2 separate regions of the Mus musculus genome follow, and region 1 is linked to region 2. The links are chromatin contacts, called in public HiChIP or PLAC-seq maps. All regions are on one chromosome and are shown on one strand. Each heading gives the region's core, a stretch centred on a gene start, on an enhancer-like site or on the middle of the called end of the contact. The rest is flanking DNA. Distances are from core to core; before and after follow the strand shown.

Region 1 (4,521 bases), core at 113-2,612, 480 kb before region 2:
CAAAAGATCCCATTGCCATCTTACATATAAAAAATTTTAAAAAGTAACTACTGTTAAGAATGTTTGTGAAATTATTTTATTATAGTCTGGGATATTTTTGTGCTAATTAACCAGATAATTAAAAATATGCTGTAGCTTTAGATTAGTAATTGATTTGTTATATGGTGAGACATGGTCTAGATATTTTCAGCTTCCTTTCCAATCTCAGCTTCTCCTTAAGCTTCTACTTCTGTGTTGGGTACTGAGCTGAGTTTTTACATATGCTAGGCAGATGCACTGCCACTAAGCTGCAGTCCAGAGCTCCTCATTTATATTCTGAAATTTACTTTCATATTCATAAAACTTGATGTTTTTGTTAGAAAATTATATAAAAATAGACTTATTACTTGGAAATAGCCTTTTTTTGGTGGCTCACACAAAACCATTTATGCTCTTGAATTAATAATTAAACAAATGGCAGGCAGTATGCTTTTTTTTTCTTTGCATACTCTATGAGGAGTATTGTAACAAGCAGGTTGTCCTGAAAAGGTCTCCCTTTCCCATTCTTTTGTGTAATGATATGACTTGGAAATATATCTTTACAATCTTTTTTCTTACATGGATATATAATAGTTGGCACTGCTGAGCTAGAAACTGTTTTTGTGTGTGTGTATGTATGTGTGTGTGTATGTGTGTGTGTGTATGTGTGTGTATGTGTGTGTGTATGTATGTGTGTGTGTGTGTGTATGTATGTATGTGTGTGTGTGTGAGAGACACTTTAAGGTTGTTCTTAAGGTTTTGGCACTTTCCCTTAGACCAAATACTCTTATTTTATTCTTTTGCATTTAAGATTCTTTAAAAGTTCTGTGATTAAGATTCTTTCCTTATTCTTGAAATAGAAATTATTTTAATTGTTCTGTACTTTTTAAATAAAGAAATTTATTTTTATTGAATATTTAAAGATACAAAGAAACACCAGTGATACATTTTCTTCCCCCTTTTATACACATATACACTTATAAATAAAATTTTGGCGTGTATGTAATATTTTTAAAACAAAAATGTTTCAAGTAAAAACAAAAGAATATTATGAAGAAATTATGGAGAACTGTCCTGAACAGTATACATATTGCATTTAGAAACTTTATATAAGTGCCTTGTGCATGCCTATCTTTCTGATTTGTTTTCTTGCCATGATCTTAAGATGTTTCCAACATAATGCTATTTATTGTTTGTGTAAATATAACTCTTGTTTTTATCACTTTTGACCCTGCTATATTTAATCCATTCTCCTGTTGGCTGAGTTTTGGTTACTTTCAGTTTCCACTCTTACTAAAACCCTGTGACAATGAATGGTTTTATGCACATGTCCTTGTGCTTAGCTCTTCTCAGGAGAAAGCTCCTCCCACCCCCAAGATCATGCTGTATAAAGTGCCATACCTATCTGCCTGCCTGCCTGCCTATCTTTTCTTTTTCTTTCCTTCCTTCTTGATTTTCTTTGGATTTAGGGACAGCATATTTGGAGCTTACTACACTGGCTTCAAATTTGAGGCAGCTCTCTGGAGTCCTTTAAGTGTGAGTACCTAGCTTAGTTCTCTAAAGTATTTCTATTCAGGTTTTTGTAGTTAAAAACGTAGGAGATATTTGTAATGTACTCCTCTTTTCCTTTTTACTTTACAGAACTAGTTTTTAAAAATATTTTGTTGGTATTTTATGCTTTGTGCTAAATGTTTCATTGAGAGTGTTTCAATTTTTCATTTTCAGATTTTCATTTAAAGCTTAAAATACCTTAGTTTTTAATTCATGTTATTAATTTACACAAAAGTGATTTTTATGATATTTATTTCTGGTTGTTTTCTCTATTCTCTTTCAATTTGTTGATTTGTCCCTCTTAAATACTTTTATTATATATACTCTTAATGATTGTAACTTTATAATAAGTCTTACAATATAGTAGAGTGACTCACTTTTTGTGGGACTTATTGGTTATCTTTGTTTGATATTCCATATTATTTCTATTCACATTTCACCTGAATTTTATAATTATCTTTTCAACTTTCATGAATTCTTTTCTATAGAAAATATTTGATTTTGTTATATTGTACTATTTTTATAATGCTGGGTTTATTTGTGGACATTTTTACTGCTTACCAGATAATTTTTACTCTTCTGGTACAAAAAAAGTCTGGGTGGACTTTGGTTAGGGACATGGCGTGGTGTGTGTAAAAGGCATTGAGAGTAGTTAACCTGTTTGTAGAGCAGAAGGCTTGAGGTTATGGAGCCAGGCAGCCAAGTTTCACTGGAGGTGGCCCTCCGAGCTGAGTGCTGAGCAGAGAAGAGCCTTCCTACTGAGCTTTGGATGACGAATTCTGTGGAAGTTAATGTCAGTGTTTAAACTGTGGAGACTTCGGCATCTCAATCACAGAGTCAACCAACCTGTTCCATCTGACACAGAAATCTGAATATTTCTAGTCTCCTTATTCTAGTCATTAGAATTAAGTTATAGTTTAGAGTACTATTTTTTTCTATAAAGAACTTTGACATGTTTTGTAGGATTCACTTCCAGGTTTTATACCTTTTTTTTGTTGCTGTTGAACAAAAGCACAAATGTTAATATTTCCATTCTCGCGTATCTAAGTTGGCTTCTTTACTCTGACCTGTATGCAACATGAACTTCTTGCTCCACATACTCTTCTCATAGCTATTATATAAGCTATGAAATACTGCCAGTTAAAAAAAATCCTGTTTATTTACTGCATTTTCATGAACCTCAGTTCAGTTTTTTAGAATAGTGTGTACTTTTTGTGTTGTCCAGGTTTTGCACGCAATATCATATTTGCTTTAGATTTTACAGAGATATATTTTGTCAGAGTGGTAATTTCCTTCTATGCTGGTTGCTTTCAAATCTACATTTATAAACTCTGCTCTGTGATACTGGTGGTTTCTGTATTTTCCAGACTCCTCTACGGATTAGTTTCCTGTTTTAAGGCTCCCCTTTCCTAGAGTTTAGGAAGAACCCAGGGGCTTGTTTATATTACGCACAGACTCCATCACTGACTGCCTTTAGCTTTTCATCTTTAGATTTATGACTCACCAGAAATTTATCTTCTTTCATGTTTGGTGTGATGAAGTAGGAGTTACAGTTTGTTTTCCCATAGTACAATGCAATTGTTAGTGCAGTTCGCTGAAATAACAATATTTACTTACTCATTTCATTCATAACTTTGTTTTAAAGCAGGTGACTTGTACAAGTTTACCTCTTAAGGACTTTTTGTATTTTTTCAACTGGTCTGTTTTTGTACCACATTGTACTTTTAATTATTGGAGTTTTTGGCAAGGTTTGAAATCTTGTCATATAAATTGTTTTTCCTCTTTGGCATCAAGAGGATGATAAATACTGGCATTTTTTTCTCTGACTTTTTCTTTTTTAATCTTCCAGGTCATCCTTTGCAAATCTTAGTCCTTTGTAGAAATGGTATAATCAGGCTTTTACTTAGTATTCTTTAAATACTTTTGAGTTGATATTGGATAGTATTTTCTGTAGATCAGTTTGAGGATAATTGACATGTTGTTAGTATAAATTGTAACTCTTATCTGAGAGGCTTAGAAACAGATAGGATGTTTGATTTTTGTTTTTAGATTAAAAAACTTCATGTATTTATAATGTGGTAGCTTATGGATGAGACCCAAGTCTTCCATTTACTTATACAATAGGCTTAATAACCGTGTATTTTGACTGTAATCCATGTTAGTTCAAGTGTAGCATCAGTAGTCTTAGAGTGTGGATTTCAGATTTTAAACTATTAGATGAAGAGATTTGTTTTATTGTGATCCATGATTATTGTATACCCTTTCAGTTTTCCTCAGTTTCTTACAGCACAGTACATTTTGGTTTTCTGCTTAGATGTCTTGCATAATTTCCTCTTATTTTCTATGTACTTGTCACTAAAAAGAATTTTCTCAAGTTAGATAAATTGACACAGTCTTGCCCTACAACTCAACCTGGCCTTGAATACATGTTCTATTGCCCTAGCCTCCTGTGTGCTGCAATTGCTAGTATGTGCTATGTGCCTGGATCACAAATTCTATTTTTTAATGATTTGTTATTGGTATGTAGACAATCAACTGATTGTTATATATTGTTATTCTAGTAATATATCTGTAGATTAATTTTTATTTTCTGTGTGCTAATATAATCTTCAGATAATGAAAATATTTTTTCTAATCTAGTGTATGTTATTTATTTTTGTCTTTTTTATTTATTTTCTACACTCTATTTTTGTCTTATTTTGTATAAAATTTGCAGCAAACATTTTAGTAGATTTATTTATTTATTTATTTTTCCAGTGCTAGAGATTAAACTTGGGGCCTTGCAAGTGCTTTACCACTGACTTACATTCTTAGGCCTTGAATATAATTCTTCTTAAAAATTTTTTATTAGTTATTTATTTACATTTTAAATGTTATTCCCCTTTCTGGTTTCCCCTCTGTATCCCAACCCCCGTGCTTCTGTGAGGGATCTCCCCCACCCACCAACCCACT
Region 2 (4,221 bases), core at 1,496-3,995:
AAACACTTTCTTCTGGTTTCTTCTGGGGTCACTTACTCAGAAGGGAACTTTCATAGAAAAACAGATTTGGGGTAAGAGTAGGGGAAGGACAGAAGTTTAGCTGTGGACTTAGTCTCTGTCTATCTAAGAAAGGCAAGGACATCTTATACTAGGTCATTGATCTTGCTTGGAAGAACAGTGTCAGAGAAGATGACCAGCAATTCACTGGCAAACAGATGACTCGAGAAACACGGGTGTGTTTCCCGTTGCTCAAGGAAGCCTGCGGAATGGACAGGATGGGGAAAGCTGAGGACACACTTGGAGGAAGACTAACATTTGTGGGTAGGAAGGAGTTTAAAGAGGAATCTATGAATCAGAATCTGTAGAGAAATAATTTTAAAGTGGCTTAACATTCAGGTACTTAGTATATGTTTGCCTTTACAACTTTTAAGTCTTCCAGTTACATTGTAGCATTTTTAGTGTTGCTCCTAACCATTCATTCATATGTTAAATCTATGTGCTTTATATTTTATTAACAGCTACCAGGGGAAGGAAGTAATTAATAGTCCTACCCAGCTATGACACCTATGAACTACAACAATGACCAGCATGGCTAGACAAAGATATAACAAATGGCACTCATGCTGGTAGCACCCGATAGCAGCTGTCTAGTTGGACTTAGGACCCACTTGACAGGAAGGAATTTTTGCCTGTTACTAGAAACCTAGTTGAGCCCATGGACCTTAGAAGAGTAGTTGGTATTGCCACCGTGCTTAGACCAGCCTAATTCCTAACTATAGTCTAAATCTTATCCATATAACACAGATAAGAAGGATAGCTCCCACCCCTCATCAAAGAAGCTTCTCTCTACAGCAAATGGAAACCATCAACAGAAAAACACAGCTAGACACCAAGCAGAGATCAATGGACGCCAGGGAGCCCAGCCCAAAGGGACATTTCTGCAGCACAGCTCTTATAGCTCTGGGAACATCTCAGAAGAGGTTATCAGAGCCAGAATTCCAGAATATCTGCTGTGTGGTTGCCTCTTAGAAAAGGTAGCATAAACCAGAATCAAAATAATGGCAATGGCAAGAGAATGTTAATGTTGACGGAGGAAAATCCCATAAAGTCCTAACTCTAGACAAAGAACTACAGGCAACGAATGACTGCTGGGAGAGGAAGAATTGGCTTCTCTCGGGGTTGAGCCCCTGCATTGCCTGTCCAAGGTAGAAGGACTAGCTCTGAAGCCATATACACACAAACTGCAAAAACAGATTCAGCAGGGTGTATACATATACACATATCCACATTCCTGAGTGTGGATACACCATGGAAATCAGAGGATGTCCTCGTTATCAGAACTCAAGATACCACGTACTTTGTTTGCAGGACAGAATCATCCCTCCTTGGCCAGGAACCAAGCAGATAGTTTAAGTTGGTACTAGTGACTAGTGAATCCCCCTGGCTCCACCCTAGCAATGTTGGGATTACAAGTGGGTACCACCACACTCAGGATTTTTACATAGGTTCTTAGGGTTGAACTCAGTTTCCTGTGCTTGTGCACTTGGGAGCACATTACCCACCCATCTCTCCAGCCATCGATGGAGTCTTGATAGAGATGAACACCAAGGGTTTATCAAGTCATTATAAGGATGAACACACACACACACACACACACACACACACACACACACACACACACATACATATATATATACCTGTGTACGTGGAACAATATAATAAAGAAAAATAATCAAGAAATTGAGAGCGGAGATGACATGGGGAGGGTTGGAGGGAGAAAAGGAGAAGTGATATAATATATTAATTAAAATATATTAAATTTTAAAGAAAACATGAATAGAATATTTCTTTTATTATATTTTGCTAATTATTAATATTAGAAAAACATTCTTTTATACATTTGTTTATGATTAATAATCATCTTAAGCATCCTTAAAATAAAAAACAAAACCAGAAACAAAGGACGGAAGAGCTGGCTCAGTGGTTAAGAGCATACACTGCTCTTCCATAAGACGAGAGTTCATTTCCCAGCACCCACCTGGGGTGCCCCAAACCATTGAAACTCAAGCTCTAGGGGAGTTGATATCCTCTTTGGCCTCTGCTGGTACTGCACTTATGTGAAATAAAAAATAAAAATATTTAAGCAAAATTTGTAATTTGTCATCTTGGAACATCAGTTAGGGTTTTATTTTTTGTTGTTTCTACTTTTGTTGTTTTGCAGTAGTAAAATCTTACCTTGGCAAAGTTAAATGAGAAGCTAATTAAAAGGAAATTTGAAGTTTTTTTCAGAATTAATCAGATTATTAAGAAATTCGGCTTGGGAATCGACAGGCACTGCACTAGAGAGTAGGAACTACAGGAATTTCCCTCTAACAGAAATAATCTGGCCTCAGTTGAAATGAGTGAATTCACATAATTTTTGGTCAAGAACTAGAATCCACTGAGACCTGTTTTAGATCACATCACAGTGTCTGGACTACAGGGCATCCGAGCAGGACTCCACATGGCAACAATCAACATCCAGAAGAAATTACCATTATGTAAATAAAAATTAAGGGATAATTAAAAACAGAAAATGTTGGCCAGTAATAACATCAGATTCCGCTCCTCAGGATCTTCCTTCGTGTGGAGAATCTCACCATCTGCCGCTGACAGCAGTTCCTCCTTTTTTCTCAGTCTGACATTCTTTGGTTTCCTTATCCACACAGAAGCATGTGTGCCAGTAATGAGCAGATATCAGTTTGGGGGAAATACCAGTCACAGAGTACAACCCTGGCTTACTGCGTTAGTTTATAGCAGTGTATCAGAGCAGAAGTGACATGCTAGTGTTTTTGGCTGCCCTTCGGAATTTCCAGTTCTGCGAAAGTCAGTGCTCCCCCTTCCTTCGTACTAATCAGAAAGCAATTCTTTGATTGTTGCCAAATTGGCATATATTTATTTCTCACTTTTACTTTTAGTTTCTTTTGATGACACTGGTGACTTTTTTTCTTTCAGACATTGTCCATTGTCTTTTCTTTGCATAGCCTTTGTCTATTTCTATAGGTTGATCGTGGCTTTTTTTTTAAATTTTAATTTGAAGCAACTTATTTATGAATGTATGGATTTTTTTTTTTAGGTTCTGTGAATGGTAGAATATGCCCTTATTCAACCTTTCCCCCCTTATTTGTTTGGTTTAAGCATCAGCACTTCTGAGGCTCCTTCTCGTTGGCTTGCCCACTTTTAATTTCTCGTTCCTTGGGGAACTTGTGTTACAAACAGAAGAAACTTGTTTCCTTTTTCCTGTCACCCCGCAAGGCTTTGCATGCTATGGTTACTTGGTTGACTCTTTGTTTCTCTTTATTACGCATGTGTGACTCCCTTTCTTCCTTCTAATTTGACATCTTGAAATTATTTGTCCAGTTACTTTGAAGTTTTGTGTATTTAAAGAGATGGCTTTCAGAAACATTTCAACATCTGTCCATGTAAATCTATGTGTTTTTCCTGTCTCAAATTTGGTAATTTTGCTACCAATTCACCAATTGACTTTCTTTCCACCCCCCCTTCCCCACTGTTCTTCATTCATTAAAATAATTTGCCTATTTATTCCCTGATCCTTATTTCCCAGTTTAATTTCACATGGAAATCTTTGCTCACATATGCCAGGGAGCTCCGAGATAACTTCACTGCCAGTTGGTGACGTTGGTACAGTGTTCCTTTTAAAATCTCAAATCTCATCTTCCCTTTCAGTTGTCTCTTTAGAAAGGAATTTTTTTTTTTTTGGTTCCCCTAAATGATTTACCCCTACCAGCCCATGAAGTTATACTTTGTGACAATTTGAATGTGCGACACATGTTTCATCTTTCCTCTTTCATGGATGTTTTCCACTGAGTGTATAGTTTTGAACAATAATTTTTTTTAAAGAAACCTTATGATATGCCTCGAGCTGGGTGGTGGTGGCGCACACCTTTAATCCCAGCACTTGGGAGGCAGAGGCAGGTGGATTTCTGAGTTCAAGGCCAGCCTGGTCTACAAAGTGAGTTCCAGGACAGCCAGGGCTACACAGAGAAACCCTGTCTGGAAAAACCAAAAAAGGGACATGCCTCGATCATCTTCAGCCTAGGTATTTATGCGTTGATAAAAAAGGGTAATCAGGACCATTGGCATATCAACTTTATTCTGGACTTCAGAAATCATGACTCTCTCTATTGGTATCCATCCTCCCAGGCAGTCACATGGTTAGGG

Evidence for each region. HiChIP or PLAC-seq counts read pairs in DNA pulled down with a chosen protein or histone mark.
Region 1: a contact with region 2 is called in an H3K4me3 HiChIP or PLAC-seq map of bone marrow-derived macrophages, with 4 times the contacts expected there. The contact joins two enhancer-like sites.

What each region holds. Positions count from the first base shown.
Region 1 is chr4:58,895,357-58,899,877 of GRCm38.p6, reverse strand. All of the region lies in intron 1 of Ecpas (Ecm29 proteasome adaptor and scaffold), which reads left to right. Among named protein-coding and RNA genes, the nearest start is that of Ecpas, 15 kb to the left of the region's middle. Within about 2 kb of position 1,362, at least 22 of the 459 cell types and tissues checked have an H3K27ac peak or open chromatin away from gene starts, as enhancers often do. A contact at or near this core is called in bone marrow-derived macrophages, where this site is marked.
Region 2 is chr4:58,421,930-58,426,150 of GRCm38.p6, reverse strand. No RefSeq gene overlaps it. Among named protein-coding and RNA genes, the nearest start is that of Mir3095, 17 kb to the left of the region's middle. Within about 2 kb of position 2,745, at least 31 of the 459 cell types and tissues checked have an H3K27ac peak or open chromatin away from gene starts, as enhancers often do. A contact at or near this core is called in bone marrow-derived macrophages, where this site is marked.